2 separate regions of the Triticum aestivum genome follow, and region 1 is linked to region 2. The links are chromatin contacts, called in public HiCAR-type maps. All regions are on one chromosome and are shown on one strand. Each heading gives the region's core, a stretch centred on a gene start, on an enhancer-like site or on the middle of the called end of the contact. The rest is flanking DNA. Distances are from core to core; before and after follow the strand shown. Region 1 holds the start of LOC123082970. Region 2 holds the start of LOC123087953.

Region 1 (5,677 bases), core at 265-2,764, 140 kb after region 2:
CTATGAGACAACCCCTGTTGCTTTGCACTATGTTACTCGCTTCTTGGATGGGCTGCAATAGTCTATTCGTGTGCAGGTTACTCTTCAGAAACCAGTTGACTTGGACACAACATTTGAACGCTCTCGTAAGCGGCCAGAGAGGTTATAATCAAATCTACTAGGCTCTCCCAATTTATGTAGTTGGAGTGTTCAAACAACCCCTGACAGTTCGTGACGATCTAACTCGCTTGGTTAGAAACTTCTGGTGGGGGTCCAGAAAAAGGTTGAGCTTGATATATTCTTCGAGGCTCCGACTTTGCAAGAGCATCGTGTGATTCATAGAATGGGCACAACACCATTGCCGGACTAATCAGATCAAATCGGTTGAGAACCCTGTGATCCAAATGATTGGATGTTGCCACCATGCAAGGTGCAACATTCACGTGCTCAAGCCCGAAGGCTGAAGCTAGCATTATCCTGCTCTAGTAGTACTGTACTACTGTACGATACTACTCTCTCCATTTCACAATGTAGTGCGTATATTTTTTAGAAAAAAGTTAAACTTCATAAACTTTGACCAAGTTTACAAAGAAAAACATGTACATCTAGAATAAGAAATACATATCTTTAGATACATCACAAGCCATATATTCATATTGCATATATTTGATATTGTACATACAAATAGGTTTCTTTGTAAATCTAGTCAAAATTTGTAAAGTTTGACTTTTCAGAACGGAAGAGTATGTGCATTGGGCGTGTGGAACACGCACGGGATGTTCCGTGTTGTGTTGGTTGCTTCTGCAGGCTACGTGGAGGGTGCCAGCAAAACCAAACCAACGGCGCTTGCATGGAGGCAGGATAGTTTGCTTCTCCTGCGGGCTGCACGTTTTGACCGAGCGCTCACTCGAGCAGAGTCGCCGTCGCTGTCACAGGAATTATAAAAGGCTGACGTGGATCGAACGAAACACTTTCACCAGGCCGGGAGGTTTGGCATCCTATTCGGTCGGCCGTGTCAGTGCTTTTTATCGTGCTCTTTTCTGTATGATGCGAATGTAGTAAGTGAATGGAGCCATAGCGTACGTCCGCGTGAGGATCAGATGTTGATCTCCTTTAAAAGAGAGAAAAGTGCCAAGTGTTTCTTCTTCGAGGAAAAAAAAATAAGAGTACCAGCTGTTTGACACTTGAAAGACAACAACGGCCAATTATGGTAAACAAAAAGAGAACCAAAGCCTGTATAAGTGCACTGAACGAAGGTCTGAGCTGCACTTGCAGCTAAGCTACCACTGTTACCGTTGTTGCCACGGTCAGCTGTCTCTCTCTCTGTGCATTGCGACAGCTTGCACGAAGACCGACCGTTGCCATCGCCCTCCTCCCTCCCGTCCCAACGGCAGCGAAGCCCCGCGAAATCCCCAGAACACCCTCACGTCTAACCGCACGCGTGCGCTACGGCGATAGCTTTGCTTGCTTGCTTCCCCGCGTCTCTTACCCTTCACGCCGTCACCGGCCCCTGTCTTGGTCCAGTCTTTTTTCCACTCTTCCTATTTAGTCCTGCCCACCTCCGCCTATCTTCTACAGCAGCAGAGCACACCGTCACACACCCCAGAACTCGATCGACAACCCACATCCATCTCTAGCTTCTACCAGCTGAAGCACACTAGCACCAAGACAGAGGCAGACTCCATGGACGCTGTGGAGTCCTCTTCGTCCTACTCGCCACCGTCACTGCGCCACAAGCTGCGGACCACCGTATGCGGCTGCTTCGGCTCGCCGTCGTCGCCGGGTAGCGGCGGGGAGAGGCCACAAAACAGCGGCAGGGCCAGGTGGAGGAGGCGCGTGGCGGCCGCGGGGGAGTTCAGGTACGACCCGCTCAGCTACGCGCTCAACTTCGACGACGGCGCCAGCGGCAGCGATGACGGCGCGGAAGCAGAGGACGCGGCCTTCCCGTACCGGAACTTCAACTCGCGCCTGCCGCCCTCGCCGGCGCCGGCCTCCCGAGCCGTCGCCATCGCCTGAAGTCGCCAATCGAATCGTACAAGTAGCTGTCGGCCGTCCTTTGCTGCTTCTGTACCTTTCTGTCTCTCTGATTCTTCTTCTTCTCCAAGTGAAACTGTATTAACTCTGTGAAAGCATTTTATACGGCCGTGCAAATCGCAGCGATGTAGCGGCAGTGTACCAGTAGCATCATTGTATAGTGTATACATATAGGATAATAGGAATCGATCAACCAATTTTAGTGTTCCGTCGGTTCTCAATGCAAGATGAAGAATTGGTTTGATCGGGAAAAGGCTTCCTTTTCTTTTGGATGATGAACTGTGAAGGAAGTTAAACCTTGGCCGGGTTGGTGGTGGGTGGAAATGGAATCATCTGCCGTCGCCATCCACCGTGTGGGCTGCGCGTATCCAACGATGTACTCCCTCCGTAAACTAATATAAGAGCGTTTAGATTATTAAAGTAGTGTTCTAAACGCTCTTATATTAGTTTACAGAGGGAGTACGTACTACTGTACGTGGGTGAAAGGGTGCTGCAAAGGATTTGCGAGTAGCGAACAGTAAAAAAAAACTCGAATCGACCGCACACACGCGGGAAGAAAAATCTTGAAGAGCCAGCTCCACTGGCTTATCCGCTCGTGTAGCTTGTCAGCTCTCACGAGTGGAGCTTTCGCGCCGATTGTCACATACCAAGAAAAATCTTCCTCTGCACTTTCTTTCTTTCTTTCTTGTTTTCTTTCTTTCTATTCTGTCAGGAAAACAGGGGAGGGCCTCGGTTCCACTGAAACGAGCCCAGGCAGCTACATATGGACTGCTTGGATCCACTTTATGTTCTCAAAAAACAATCGACAGCTACATATGGACACATACTAGTATCGGACTGGCCTAACACTACAATAAATATGCGTGACATGTGGGGAATTGGGTTAGAGCAAGTACAATAGGATGAGATAAGCTGACTATAAGAAATAGAATAATACTACCTCCGTCCGAAAAATACTTGTCATCAAAATGGATAAACGGGGATGTATCTAGATGTATTTTAGTTTTAAATACATCCATTTTTATCAATTTTGATGACAAGTTTTTTCGGACGGAGGGAGTATATTTTTGCTTAGTTGAAAGAGAGAGAAGAGGAGAGAGAGGAGAACCAATAATGAATGGTTCAATGACTTGATGATATGCTGCTACACCAAGTGGGAGTTATTCAAATCAGTTGATGATAAGGATGTTCAAACATTTACTGCAATGAAGTCTCGGAAAGGGCATTTGCCTCGTAATTTTCTTTAGCGCACTATTGGTATGTTCCATCTGACCATCTCTATTCTTGCAAACTTACTATTTTGAATATATTCACATCCCACAACTAAATTAATTTCAGTTACAAATTCATTCTTTTATCTTGTAGTGTCTTTTAGGACTTTGGCAACATGGCGAGTTCACCTTTATGCAAAGATGATTATATGTTTTTCTTGTGACAAAAATGAACAAATCAGAGATGCTTTTGATCATGGTGAAAGAAATTGCACAATGACAATTGGTATGGACAACTTTACTTTTGTTGGAAACATGGCGAGTTTGCCTCTGTTTTCAAGTCTCATCTTTATTTACTCTATTGAACTTTATTTTGTTAGACTATTACGTTTATGTTTTCATTTCATTTTTAATGAGGATTTGTGGTTCAAAAGTTTTGTGTTGTATTATATGTTGTGTATTTAAATACCCGGTTTTAGATTTCCAGATTATACACTTGTGCTCAACTTGCCCAGGCTCCACAAAATTTTTGGCTCCGCCACTGCCAGCTGCAACACGAGACTCAAGACACTTTATGAGGATGTAAGGTGGGCCAACTATTGATAAACTAGTACATATTTAAAACTTACTATTGTATATGCCAGCTAAGAGGTTGGCTATAAATGACATGACAAATTCTTATAGCCGACCGTTGGTTGTATTATTAACCATGTTCTTAGAGAGGCCCGGCGACCATGTGGGATTCCGTGTGCTCTCCGGTTCGTTTCGAGGATAGCGAGAGTGGAAAGGATCGAGCCAAGTTTGGATTGTTCTGCGATTTGCCGATTTGGCAGATGAGGAGCGACGACAAAGCCGCGCTCTGAGAATAGTACCGATCTCGTTATTTTACTCTCAGAGAGAGCTCGGAAGCAAACCACGCTTGGGCTGGACAAGCTCTGTCTGTTTGAGCTTTTATTTCTGCTTTTGCAGCTTTTCACTTAGGCAGAAAAACCAAAACCCTTCTGAATATGTGCTTTTTACTTCAATTTTTGGCTTATACCATACAGTGTCCCCTCCAGCAGCAGGGCACACTGTCACACACCCCACAACTCTGACAACCCACATCCATCCCTAGCTTCTACCGGCTGAAGCACAGTAGCATCAAGGCAGACTCCATGGACGCTATGGAGTCCACTTCGCCATACTCGCCGCCGGCGGTGCGCCACAAGCTGCGGACCGCCGTGTGCGGCTGCTTCGGCTCGCCATCGTCACCCGGCAGCCGTGGGGAGAGGCCGCATAGTGGCGGAAGGGCCAGGTGGAGGCGACGCGTGGTGGCCGCGGGGGAGTTCAGGTACGACCCGCTCAGCTACGCGCTCAACTTCGACGACGGCGCGGAAGCAGAGGATGCGACCTACATGTACAGGAACTTCAGCTCGCGCCTGCCGCCCTTGCCGGTGCCGGCCTCCCGAGCCGTCGCCATGGCCCTCTGTCCCTCTGAATTTTCTTCTTCACTATGTAAAAGCAGTTTATACCACCGGGGAAATCGTACGTAGCGAGGTATAGTTAGCAGTAGCAGTGTACGCGTAACATCATGTATACATACATATAGGAAATCAATGAATCAATTTTAATGTACCAATCGGTTCTCAATGCGAGGCAGCCGATACATGTATGTAGTTTACTCGGAGATGGAGAATTGGTTTGGTCGGGAAAAGGTTTCCCTTTTTTCTTTGAGATTTTTTGGATGAAGAACTGGGTTGGTGGCGGGTGGAATCATCTGCCGTCGCCATCCTAGGGCTGCGAGCATCCAACGATGTAAAAAGGGTAGTGCAAAGGATTAGCCAGCACTCTCTCTGTCCATGAATAAGTGTACATATAGCTTTTGTCCTAAGTCAAAATTTTAAAATTTTGACCAATTTTATATAAAAGAATAGTAGCACATATAACATCGAATTGGTACATTATAAAACTACATTTCAAAACGAATCTAGTTATACTAATTTAGTGTCATAAATGTTGTCACTTTTTTCTATAAAATTGGTCAAAGTTTTAAAACTTTAACTTAGAACAAAATCTAGATGTACCCTTATTCACGGACGGAGGGCCAACAGTCAAAAATCTCTCTCTCTCTCTCTCTCTCTCTCTCTCTCTCTTTTTACTTGGGAACAATAAAAAAATATTGAGCCACCTCTTTTTTTTTGCAAGAAAAAGTGAAATTTCTATTACTCAAGGAGGCAAATCAGCCAGAACCAAGTTTACAATGTTGAGCATAACCGAACCCAGCCATACGGTAGTACGGAGGGGTACTTCTACCATAAGCAGGAAGAGCATGACTAACTTTATTTTACGAGCGACTAATAGACGTAATAGAGATCTCTCTAGTTTTAGCTCTTCTATTTTTTACTATCCGCTCGTATAGTTTGTCACGGCTCACGAGTGGAGCTTTCGCGCCGATTGTCACATACTGAGAAAAG
Region 2 (5,535 bases), core at 2,430-4,929:
CCATAGTTTGACCAGATTTGACCAAAATTCAAAAAAACTGAAATAATTATTTAGTAACACTAATATTTCTTGAATAAGTAGTTTGACCATTGTTTGACCATAGTTTGACCACAGTTTGACCAGATTTGACCAAAATTCAAAAAAACTGTAATAATTATTTAGTAACACTAATATTATTGAATAATTATTTAGTAACACTAATACTTGTTGAATAAGTAGTTTGACCATAGTTTGACCAGATTTAACCAAAATTTAAAAAAAATTGAAATTTGAGCATAACTTTTTTTCCTTTTAGAATTTGAGGATTCTAAAAATTTCCAAACAGGTCGTAGGCTGTCAAAATCGGATGCGAATTTTCATGCTGAATATTTTGATATATTATACGTTTTTTTCTGGCATCGTATGCAAAAGTTATAGCCGTTTTACATTTTCCCTACACTTTTTGCAAAACATGTCCAAATTTAAGTTTTTAAATTTTCCTAACTAGTACATGTATTAACATGTATACATTGGGAAGGATTTCAATTTTTGAAGTTTTTATTCATTTTCTTTTGCTTTTACAAAATTGAAAAGACGATCCACGCGCGGGGGGGGGGGGGGGGAGGAAGACTTGGAAAATGGGACCTTTAGTACTGGTTCGTGTCATGAACCGGTACTAATGCCTCAAACCCATTTAGTACCGGTTGGTGGCTCGAACCGGGACTAAAGGTCTAAACTGTAGTACCGGTTCGGGTTGGTACCACGAACCGGTACTAATGGGCATCGCACCTTTTAGTCCCAGTTCGTGGCACCAACCATGACTAAAGGCCCGATTTGAACCGGGACTAATGCATGTACGGTGCCCTAGCCGCTCGAACCGGGACTAATGCTCATATTAGTCCCGGTTCGTAATGCAACCGGGATTAATGCTCTTTTCTGCCCGAAAGTAAGCCCTATTTTCTACTAGTGTTGGCGGAGCATATTCTCAAAAAAGTCCAAAGCAATCACAGATGAGTATGCCCCAGAGCTTGCAAACTTCCTTGAAAACAAGCCACTGCCGCAGCTGACATCAATGAGTATACCACCAGCAACTGATTGGAAATAGTCTTGAGCCATTTGGAACTGATAAAACCAACGATAGATCAGAATTATATGCATAAAAACATGACTATTATGTAGACATGAAAGAGTGGTGATCATTTTCTGTTGCAACACCAAAACATGAAGCACCAAATCTTACCTGCGACTGATGTATGAATTTACAGGCCAGGTATTTAAGAACTTAGTGAGCAGCAACAACTTAAGGCTATGCAATAGAAGAGTGAGGCGGCCTAGAAATGTACCTCTTCGTCGCGGCCAGGGAAGTCACTCCGATTCAAGTTCTGACGCCACCCCCTCTCGTAAAGAAAGGAGACGAGCGGGCTCCTGAACAGCTCGGTTCTAGCAGGCTTGAGTTCACTGTATTCTTTCATTCCTGAGGTGACAGTGAGATCCAAGAAGACATCTTTGCTGATGAATGACTTGTTGCATTTTGAACACTTGAATCCGGACCTATAAATCGCTGGCCTGGGACACACGTAGAATCCAAAACAACATAAATCTTAATCCAGCCAACAGATATGCATGAGAGATGAAAGAACGTAACTCATGAACTTTAGACGTACAGGTTCATGCCTGGCGGCCCTGTCCTTATCAGCGGTTCATAGCAAACAGGGCATGCGAACACCTCAGTTTTTGAGGCGTCATTCAGCTCGGTTTTGATCTCCTGAAACTGTTCGCATAGTGAGCGTCAGTTTCACCTTGGCATAACATCAAACACCTTGTATGCAATCGCTCCCCCTTTTTTCTAGCACACACTACGCGTCCCTTCTCCCTTGCTTTCCCTGAGATTAGAATCGGCTAGTGGCGTAGGTATGTACGTACCGGGTCGAGGGCGATAGCTGCCGCAGCGACGGCCACCCGGCGAGCCGGCAGCGGCAGGCCCGGGCTGCGGCCAAGGCGGCAGGGGACGCGTGGGGGATGAAGCGACGGGGAGGAGGAGCAGGAAGCCGCCCCGGCTCTGACCGCGATGCCGACAAGGAGCTGCAAAGCAATTGCAGCCTGGAGCCTGGAGACGCGCCGGCGAAGGGAAGGAAAGAAATGCTCTTCTTTGGCAGAGGAGCAGGGGTGGGGTGGTGGTGGCGGTGGGCTGAGGCGTGGCGCCAGCTGCGTCCGTTCGCGCCTTCGGCCGTTGCATCGCGATATTAGGGGTAGCACTCTTGCGCCGGTCGACCGACTAGATTCTAGATCGATCACCTCCCGAGCCCTTGGATTCCGGCAATTAGAGTCGTTGGATCAAGTCAACCCCTTCACACGCACGACTGGGCCTCTCTGCTGCATGTGCGCTCCACACTGGGAAAAGAAAAGGGGGACGCGGGCCCGCATCGCAACCGAGCGTTGGTCTTCGACCTCAGCAACACCGGCTGCCACGGGAGGCAGCATGCTCGCCGCTCGCATCACCACTATATCCTTTTCGTAGCACTCGTCGTTGCCCCTTGTAGCACCCGTTGTCCCCGCTTCAGGCGATCGAGCACGAGATCGTCGCCATTGCAGTGCAGCCCACCCACCACAGCATTCCCTCTCCGATAGTTACAGCATCTGTCGTGGCCGGTCCCAACATCCTCGATCGACACCCCTATAGGTGGTCGCCGGTGCAATGAGGGTGTACTCATTCGACTGCACTTGACGTAGTCGTCAACACGCGGGTAGCTTCAGACTTCATGGGAGTAGCAGAAGAACAACTCAGCAAATAATTAGAAAAAAAAAGGTTCCCATGTAGCCGCCAAATTGTAAAACCCGGAATTTCTTTTCTGTTTGCACTGCCCCCCTCCACCCATGCAGCGGACGCCCTGCCAACCACGCTACCAAACAAACTTTCAAAGAGAAAAGGGGGAGGAGATGTAAATTTCCCTCACAGTTCATCTAGCAGAAGACAAACCCATTGTTCAAATGCTTATTATTCTTGTACAAGTACTTGGGTTCCATGGGGAACAACCGGGATATTGCACTGGTAAACTGACCCCAAAAAAATCCTATACGTACCACGTATGCTGCTACTGGCTACTGAATCGCTTACGAAATCAGAGAGACAGAACCTACAGAAGTAATAAACGACGGTTGCTACTATGATTCAGTTCAGGCGATGGCGACCGTGGTGGCACGCCCGGCAGTCGGTGTCGGCAAGGGCGGCAGGCGCGAGCTGAAGTTCCTGTACTGGAAGTGGAAGGCGGTGTCCTTAGTGTCTCGCTCGCCGCCGTCACTACCGCTGTTGTCGAAGTTGAGCGCGTAGCTCAGCGGGTCGTACCGGAACACCCCCGTGGCCGCCATGCGCCGCCTCCACCTGGCCCTGCCGCCGCCGGTGTGCGGCCTCCCCGCGCTGCTGACCGGCGACGACGGTGATCCGAAGCAGCCGCAGACGGTGGTCCGCAGCTTTTGGCGCAGCGAGTAGGGCGACGAGGACTCCATCGCGTCCATGGAGACTGCCTGTCGTTCTCGTTGTAGTACTTGTTGAGTTGGAGATGATGTGGTTGGTCGAGCTCAGAGGGGTGTGTGTGAGAGAGAAGGTGTGTGCTCTGCTGCTGGGCTGGGTGTGGGTGTGGATGGAGAAGGCAGGCGGGACTAAATCGGAAGGGCGGGAAAAGACAGATAAGGAGTGACAGACAGGGGGCCGGGGACGGAGTGAAGGGCGTATAAGAGACGCGCACACGACGCGACGGCGGGGAAGCAAAGCAAGCAGCCAGTATCTCCGTAGCGACGTACCGCCTTCTCATCAGACAGAACATGGTAGAAGAAGAAAGCACACGGCGGGTCGAAAGGACGGGAGAAAATTAAAGGGCCTCCGTGTTTTTTGTATGGGAGAAATGCGTGCAGAACGAACCAACAGATGTGAACGCCGGACGAATCGGATGCTATACCTCGGTGCACCACGGCGAAGGCGAAAGGTCCCGTGTCGTACGGCCCGCGGCGACCAACGGACGGACGAGATCGATCGGTGGATGCGGCGATCCACGGAGAGACTGCTTTCCGTTGCCGCGATGGCGGCGGCGACTCTTGTTCAAAACGTGCAACTCGATCGGCAAAGTAGAAGAAACGTCCGGCATCCGCAAACACGCAGCTGGTATGGTTTGCCGCAAAACTGCTTGTTGCTCCATGCGTTGCACGTCTCCTAGTCCGTGTGGTTTGGTTTCAACTCATTTTTTTCGAAGAAATTGGTTTCAGCTCATGTGGGGCGGTGGCGTCACGCCAGTAATTGATTAGTTTACGTCCGTAGAGTGATCTGATCTGATCAGCCCAGGAAAAAAGGGTCAATATATTAAGCTCAGCTTGAGCGCTAGTGCTACTATCCCAGTTGCCCGTGATCAATCCGTCGAGTGAGGCGGCTGGGATAAGAGCCATCTCCAGCCGCGGTTGCCTCCCGAGGGCAAGTCCTATTTGAAGCTGCAGGTGCCGGTTAACGTGCATTTGGTCTCAGCTCATGTGGGGGCCGGCCCATTTTATGGTGTTCTCATTTTAATAAATCGAGAAAAACAGTGATGTAGGCAGGATTCGAACCAGCGACCTGCTGGTTTCGAGAACGCCGCGACAACCACCGAGCCACCTACCTCAGGCTTGACTGATTGCCTTCTTTTGAGTTCATTTACTTACTGTTTTTTTCGAACGATTTTGTTTGGTTTTTTATTTTATTTTCTTCCTTTATTCGTACACTTTTTGATAAATGATAAATGCGTGAATTTTTGTCAATTTTCACTATTTTTTGGTAAAATCGATGAACTATTTCCAATTCTTGAACCTTTTTTGAATTTGATGAACTATTTTTTCAAATTCAACGAACTTTTTTCTAGTTCGATGAATTTTATCAAAATCAATGAACTTTTTTTCAAAACTTGTGAACTTTCATGAAAATCGATGAACTTTTTTCAAATGTATGAGCTCTTTTTGAAAATCGATGAACTTTTTTCAAATGTATGAGCTCTTTTTGAAAATCGATGAACTTTTTTAATTTTCTTGAACTATTTTATATTTCATGAACTTTTTCGAAAAATTCATGAACTTTTTTCAAACTTGTGAACTTTTTTAAATTTGTTAACTTTTCTGGAATTAGTGAACTTTTCCAAATTCATGAACTTTTTCTTGAATTAGTGAACTTCTTTCAATTAGATAAATTGTTCTGTGCAATAACATAGTGCTGCGTCCTTGTTTTTTTTTTGCGAAAAAACTTCCAATCTATTCATCTTCAATCATGGCAGTACAACGAACACTAGAAATTAAAAATTACATCCAGATCCGTAGACCACCTAGCGACGACTACAAGCACCGAAGCGAGCCGAAGGCGTGTCGCCGTCATCGCCCCTCCATCACCGGAGCCGGGCACAACTTGTTGTAGTAGACAGTCGGGAAGTCGTCGTGCTAAGGCCCCATAGGACCAGCACCCCAGAACAGCAACCGCCGCCGATGAAAAATAACGTAGATCGGAAGGATCCAAACCAAAAACACACGAACATAGACGAACAACGACGG

The links. HiCAR-type assays count read pairs that join an accessible place to other places.
Region 1: a contact with region 2 is called in a HiCAR-type map of leaf, with 4 times the contacts expected there. The contact joins the promoter of LOC123082970 here to the promoter of LOC123087953 in region 2. A contact is called at or near these places in 1 of 5 Hi-C or Micro-C datasets (leaf) and 1 of 1 datasets of contacts at active chromatin or transcription factors (leaf).

The regions. Positions count from the first base shown.
Region 1 is chr4A:663,484,651-663,490,327 of IWGSC CS RefSeq v2.1, forward strand. It overlaps LOC123082970, which reads left to right and starts at 1,515. Exons shown (of 1, transcript XM_044505146.1): 1 at 1,515-2,428. The coding sequence starts at 1,663. The coding sequence ends at 1,995. It overlaps LOC123082971, which reads left to right and starts at 4,313. Exons shown (of 1, transcript XM_044505147.1): 1 at 4,313-4,807. The coding sequence starts at 4,379. The coding sequence ends at 4,756.
Region 2 is chr4A:663,338,473-663,344,007 of IWGSC CS RefSeq v2.1, forward strand. It overlaps LOC123087953, which reads right to left and starts at 3,680. Exons shown (of 1, transcript XM_044510070.1): 1 at 2,920-3,680. The coding sequence starts at 3,492. The coding sequence ends at 3,154. It overlaps LOC123084220, which reads right to left and starts at 2,616. Exons shown (of 9, transcript XM_044505940.1): 1 at 2,612-2,616; 2 at 1,903-2,284; 3 at 1,644-1,750; 4 at 1,323-1,545; 5 at 954-1,101. The coding sequence starts at 2,616.